Linked DNA regions of Mus musculus: region 2 is linked to region 1. The links are chromatin contacts, called in public HiChIP or PLAC-seq maps. All regions are on one chromosome and are shown on one strand. The core of a region is the stretch at or near the end of the contact, and the rest is flanking DNA. Distances in the headings are between cores, read along the strand shown.

Region 1 (3,461 bases), core at 394-2,893:
TGTACCGTTGCCACGCCTGGCTTTTTGGGTCCTTTAGAAGACCAGGAAAGGTGATTTCTAGAGTCCTAAAGCAACTGATTGGTATCTCGAGACTCAGAAGGAGATGTGTCCCTGATGGGCAAAGGCAAAGTGTGTGTCCTTTAAAGCAGGTGTGCTACTGGCAGAGGAAAGTGAACGCACACGGCTATTGTCTTTTTAGCTTACTTCTGCATGTGTCTCTTAGGCAGAGCCATTGTGGCCGATGACAAAAGGAGTGTGTGTGAGTCACTAATACACACTCAAACAGGTTCTCACACACACTCAGACCGTGCCTAGATGCCTGCGGCTTAGACGAGCTTTTGTCAGCAGTGGGTAGGAAACCATTTAACAAAGGGAGTGAGTGAGACATGGGGAAAAGTAAGACTTTCCGGCTTTGCTATCCTTCGGGGACAGGGAGGAAATGGAAACTTCCTGTCACCAGAAATCCATGAAGTCTGAGCGGAAAATAGCCTTCCTCCTTAGACAGGATGGACAGAAAAATAGAAGCCGACATCTATGAGACCGTCAACTTGCCGCCAGGGTTTATTTAACTAACTGTTGTGCACAGTGGAGATGGTCTGTGGAACTTTTGCATGCAGTTTGAGTGAATGAATGAATGAATGAATGAGTGGGTGAATGAATGAATGAATGGAGTGCTTGAATGAGTGGATGAATGAATGAATGAGTGGGTGGGTGAATGAATGAATGGAGTGCTTGAATGAGTGGATGAATGAATGAATGAGTGGGTGAATGAATGAATGGAGTGCTTGAATGAGTGGATGAATGAATGAGTGAATGAATGTTGAATGAGTGGATGAATGAATGAATGAGTTAATGAGTGAAAACCCCCACTGAATCTGCTTAAGGAAGATATCCAGTCTTTCCAAACGCTTCTCCATCAGTTACCCCATTGCTGTCTTATGGCCCCTCCTGAGGTATGTGTGTGCACCTTCTGCCTCTACTGCTCTGAGCTTCAGCTGCTCCAAATTATAAAGTCAATGTGGGCAGATTTCTTCCCTTGGTCTCCTCACCTGGATCGTGACTGATCAGAGGAAATGGCATGGTCTTGGAACATGGATTCACCATATTTGTCAAGTCTCAGCCACAATCCACAGAAGCCAGCTTGAATGTTACTAATCCCGAGCATACATTCCATCTTGGCAAAACTACAAGGCAAACTCTCTCCCATATGGGTCCTTTTGCAGAACCAGACTAAGCATAGTTGCACAACCCATTTTCAATTTTGTGTTGGTTTCCCCATCAACTGTCTTGACCTGAATACATTTTTTAATGGGAACACCACACGCTAAGTTAGTCATTGTGGGCAACTTTCCTGAGTGAAGACAGGATCTGAACCAGGACTCTCACTGAAGTCTGAGAGTCATCTACATTTCCCATAATACATGACATTGAGGTTAGCTTTTAATTTCTTCTTGAAATTACAGAGCTTACTTTTTGGTTCTTTTGTCTTAGAAATAACTAGCAGCACACATGGGAAGCCTTTGATATTGGACATACAGTCATTCATAGAGCAAGCTTGCCAGTCTTTCATCAGCCGTCTCCAGGGCTCCTGCATCTCGTGTTTCCTGACTCGGGCCAGATAACATCTCCAATTCATGGTTACGCTAATGTGCTTTGCATACACCAGGTAATTGATTCTGCCCTGTGCAATCGCTGAGTCACAACACTGTAGTCAGAATCTTTTTTTTTTCTTTACCACATAACGGAAATAGACAAATCATTTCAGCATCTCTTCCCAAAACTGCCTCTCCGTGTGAGCTGAATGTAGGTCATAAAAGATAGGTCTGTGCAGAGAGATGTGCCATAGTTTCGTTTCAGGGCACTGTGTCCCCTGTTTACTAGCCTTATCCTGAGTGTCCCTAAAATGAGCCCCTTTTGTCTGCTCTTTTAATTTAAAAAGGTTGCCAATAAAATACTTTGAGCTGAACATTTGAACGCCATGTGTAAGACTCCTTTACAGGCATTACAGCATTTAACCTGAGGACTAAATGAGCTCATTGGCAAGATGAAGAACACAGGCTCACAGCTAAATAGACTTGCTCAAGGAGGAACTGAGATTAGGCTATGGGCTACTACAAGCCAAAGCCCGTGGTTCCCAAAGTATCTTAGCCTCGGAATGATCTAGAAGATCATACATACGGAACCTTAGGCCCATCTCTAGGCTGGACCACAGGTCTATCGTGGATGCTCCTGTGGAAGACCACACTGCCTTGTCACCTTTTGGTGGCTTAGTTTGTTTCTAGATGGATTTCTCCCAAGAAAGACAACTAGAGCAAGCAGTTGTGTTTGCCGAGAGATGTAGGGGGTGATTGACATTACAGCTGTTGCTTATCTCTTGAAATGGATGTTTTCTCCATCCCGGAAACGATACGGATGGAACAGCAGTGATGGACAGAGCACAGCAGGGCAGAGCTGGTGCACCCCTTCTCCGGGAGGGAGGTCAGAGTGCTCTGGTTTATATGGCTTGCTGATGGGGCAGTTTCAAACTGTTGATGGTTTATCAACCTGATCAGAGTTATTGAGTACTTAACCAGGGGCCCGTAAGCTAGCTCTAGCATACTATCAGACATAGAATATATGAAGAAATTTAACAGCATAATCTGAATATTCATTGTTTGTCTTGAATTGATGTGAGTCGCCCTCCCCCCAGTATCACTCTACCTGTTTGGGATCAGGACCCTACTCTCAAAGGTAGTTCCATGTCCCCCAAATCTTCATTTCTCACTGTTTCCAAGGAAATATTCTAACGGAGTCTGGGGTGTCATATACCTATGAATTAAACTAGTGGATGAGTCACTGGCAGAAAGAAAATGGAGGCCACCTTAAGGGTAGCTGCTTGCTACATGGAAAAAGCATCCTAGTATATTCCCGGATCCAATACGATCACCTCTAGGTCCATCCACCATTTTGGATTATTTGTCCCTGTGTTAAACATCCAGAAAAATCAACACATTTTGTAACTGCGCTGTGTCTGCTCTGTGTTCACAACCACAGCAAAAGTGCATACATAGTATATCCTTGAGCATCCCAGGAAAGGCTAGCTTTGACACTGCTCTACAGAAGGACAAACTGACTTTGTGAAATCAACTCGCTTTCATCCTGGCTGAGTCCACTCGCATGATAACCTGTGCCCACATTCTCTTGTTTTCCTGACTCGAAAAGAAAGGTATTTTATCTTCCAAGAAGCCAAGGAGAAAAACTAACTCCCAAATGAATCAACCAGAAAGATGATTCATAGTAGATATTAAATGTGAGCAAAACACTTCAGAGAAAGTATTGTGGGAGGAATTCAAGTAAGAAGGCCTAGATTTAACTCACTGGACAGCAGAATCTTGGACCAAGTTATTAAATTTGTTTTATTTATAAAGCAAACATGATTCTGCTCAAATTGCATGCTATTCCCTACTAATACACCAAACATA
Region 2 (3,461 bases), core at 381-2,880, 250 kb before region 1:
AATACCTGAAGTTACTACATAACTTATAGTATCTTAACTAATATCATTAGTAGCTATTCAAATAGCATCTACTTCCTGTTAGTTTTTACCCAAATAAGACATATGTATATGTGCATTTGTGAGTAGATATTTCAATTCATTTTAAAAACATCAAAATAAATATTGGGGCTAGTGATTTATCTCAGTTGATAGAGTTACCAACCTGCCTACCATGCTCAAAGCGCTGAGTTAAATCTCAGCCCATCATAATAAACCTGGCAGGATGGTACATGGCTAGGAGTTCTGGCTCAGATCAGTAGCTCAAGACAATCTGTGCTACATTGTGAGTTTAAGGCTGACTCAGAATGCATGAGGCCCTGACTCATGTGTATAGATAGATAGATGTGTATAGATAGATAGATACATAGGTACATAGATAAATATATAGATACATAGATAGATACTTAGATGATAGATACATAGGTATAAGCATACATACATACATACATACATACATACATAGATCAATACATACATACATACATACATAGATTGGTACATAAATAGGTACATACATACATACATCATACATGGATACATACATGGATACATAGAAACATAGATAGAAATGTGTGTGTACACATGAATACATGCTATCATTACCTACTCAAATTTACATTAATCAAAAACCCAATCCTTCCTAGTCACTGTGGATTTGATGTTTGTGTGTGTATTTTTCTCTGAAAATTTCCTTCTTTAGACTCTTACTTTGAGGAGCCTGCACATCCCGCTGCCCATTTTATATTCATCACCCCCCTTTTGAGATATTGTACCTATATGTTGCTTTTTTAAATGATAATTTCTCAAAAGACAGAAATTAGAAGTTGTCCCCACTCTTTTCATTTTGAAAGGTGGCAGGCACAACACCAGACGTCTTTAATCTTCTTCAGATCATCTGATATTTTCTTCTTGAGACTGTAGTGCGGATTTATCACTCCATGCAACTCGAAACATATATCAATGTCATCCCACACTAGATGATATATGATTTTCCTTATTGGAAAATTAGACACCTAATTTGCTAATTAGAATCATAGATCATAACTCATTATGATTTTTTAGGAAGCTTATTAAACAACAACAGAAGCCCTGCATTTTGTCATAGGAGCTTCTCCTAAAACAATAAAGTGAATCCCCAGAGAAGCAGTCTAAACGACATGTCACACGGAAGCAGTCTAAATGACATGTCACAAGGCTGTCTGTACTTCCATCAGGAAAGTGAAGAAACTTGAAAGAGTTGGAAAGATTTCTTTTCACCCCAGGTGGAGTTTGAAGGTTTTTCTAGCAGGTTCTTTCAGGAAGCCCGTTAACCTTCTGCTCTGTTGGCCTGTGGTCAGGGACTTCCCCCAACCTGCCTCCTGTCTTTTGACAATGAGCAGAAATTTGGCCTCTTAGGTTTTCTTTCTAGTCACCTGATAGGATTTCCCAGGACAGAGGTGTTAAGCCAGCTTTGATCTGACTTCCCATCTCCTTCCTGTGGATCACCCTGAGAAGAAAGAAGTTGCCTTTCCCCACCCCACCCCCACCCCAGGCGCTGACATCATGCTTCCGCTCCATAGGGCGGGGCGATGCGTGCCCATGTGCTCACAGAAGTGCAGGTCTGAGCAGGAAGTAGAGTTGTTTAAAGATAAGATACTCTCTTTGGCTTCCTTACCTTTGAGGTTATAGCAAACATCAAATTTCACGTGTGTGTGTGTGTGTGTAGACAATTGCATGTTAATACTTGCATGATTATATGGCATCATTGCTGTCATACTTCTAAAACATTTTTTCACTGTAGTATGGTGGTAAGAGGTGCCAATGTGGGAACTGGATTGTGTTTGAATCCTGCCTCCAAGTTATACCAGTGTTTGAACCCTCTGAACCTGAGGACATTCTTGGGGCTTTAGCTGGCAATAATGGCATCCACCCTGGAAAGGGGTGTGTGTGTGTATGTGCCCGCACGTGTGTGTGTGTGTGTGTGTGTGTGTGTGTGTGTGTGTGAGAGAGAGAGAGAGAGAGAGAGAGAGAGAAAGAGAGAGAGAGAGAGAGAGAGAGAGAGAGAGAGAGAGAGAGATGTGAAGCACTTGAATCAGCTTGATCTATCGTAAGCACAATTTGCTCATTATTTTTCTTCTGTTTTCAAGTATTCTCATCTGTAACCTGGATGATGAGGAGTCATATTTGCATTCTTTTTTTGTCATACTTGTCATTATTTTTTATTTACTTGTACATGGTCAACTGAAGGATGGAAAAGAAAAGAAGCCGATTGGGTTACTCTAGAGCCAGAGCTGCAGTTGAGAATCAGTTGTGTAGGTGGTGATTCTGGGGAGCAGCAGAGAAGAGGGGGAGGGATTCAGGGAAGAGAGGAAGTCAATGCAGGGTGGTTAGCAAGCTCAAGTCACAGTGGACATGGGAACTTAGACCTACAGGCAAGGTCATAGAATGCATCCAAAGGGCCCAACTCAGAGTGGAGAAACAGGGTTTTCTAGCCATCACTCTCTTGGGGATGATGTCAAGACGTGGAGGCACCCATTCTCAACCCTTGTAGTCTTCCACAAGCCCAGAAGAAAGAATGTTACACCCAGAGAATAGTTAGTAACCATCGTCTGCAAGGGCAGGAAGGGAGGCCACTGAGAAGTTTAAATAAATCATGACAGCATCAGCAACCCACTAAAAGTTTGTGGTATGGCCTTAATTATTCCTGATTTTTTTTTCAGACTTCATTATATCCTTTTTGTTCCAGGGTTGCTGTAAGCTCACTGGCATCTTGTACATGCTGAGGTACTCAGAGTAGCAAGAGATGGAAACTTCAGCAACACTGTTTCCAAGAGTGAGATGTATCGGGAAGACTTGGGCATTGTGGGTAATAGAGAACTACCTCAGAAAAGAGCTGGTATTAAGCACTAAGAATTGGTAGGGGTGTCTTTCTGACTCTCAAGCGTACTTGTTTTAGTGAGGTGTCAATCTCTTCTACCACAGAGTAGCATTCCTTAGAAGAAGGGGGTCATCGAGACATCCTTCTCTAACTTCATACTCTATAAGATTTACTCCCAAGAATAGACGCACCTTCTCATTTGCCATTAGAAGCACACAATAACTTATGAAGGACTAATTGAGATCCACATCATATGTCCTCCTGGATATTTAACTAGGACAACAGCAAGGGCCCACCACTAGCCTATCAGAGTGACCAACCTCCAGAACACAGCACACAGAGCTGACCAGGACACAGAGAAAAGAACCATCAGCATGCCACAGCTTCATTAGAAGACAGGTTGGCCATCACTGACAAAATTAACGACACTCCAGCCATGTAATCCAGCCAGTGCCCTGCTCTGCCTTCCCTCCAAATGTGTTTAAAGCTCATACATCCTAATGTGTAAATGCAGCATACTATGCTAGCTTTGAGAGTTTGTGGTACAGCTTTTTGGCATGATGTG

Evidence for each region. HiChIP or PLAC-seq counts read pairs in DNA pulled down with a chosen protein or histone mark.
Region 2: a BATF HiChIP or PLAC-seq map of CD8 T cells shows a contact between it and region 1, with 6 read pairs. The contact joins two enhancer-like sites. A contact is called at or near these places in 2 of 484 Hi-C or Micro-C datasets (bone marrow-derived macrophages and peritoneal macrophages), 2 of 115 datasets of contacts at active chromatin or transcription factors (CD8 T cells and T-cell acute lymphoblastic leukemia) and 1 of 9 other capture datasets (embryonic stem cells).

Annotation. Positions count from the first base shown.
Region 1 is chr10:118,170,868-118,174,328 of GRCm38.p6, reverse strand. No RefSeq gene overlaps it. Among named protein-coding and RNA genes, the nearest start is that of Gm40775, 17 kb to the left of the region's middle. Within about 2 kb of position 1,643, at least 46 of the 459 cell types and tissues checked have an H3K27ac peak or open chromatin away from gene starts, as enhancers often do. A contact at or near this core is called in CD8 T cells and T-cell acute lymphoblastic leukemia, where this site is marked.
Region 2 is chr10:118,417,275-118,420,735 of GRCm38.p6, reverse strand. No RefSeq gene overlaps it. Among named protein-coding and RNA genes, the nearest start is that of Ifng, 22 kb to the left of the region's middle. Within about 2 kb of position 1,630, at least 79 of the 459 cell types and tissues checked have an H3K27ac peak or open chromatin away from gene starts, as enhancers often do. A contact at or near this core is called in CD8 T cells and T-cell acute lymphoblastic leukemia, where this site is marked.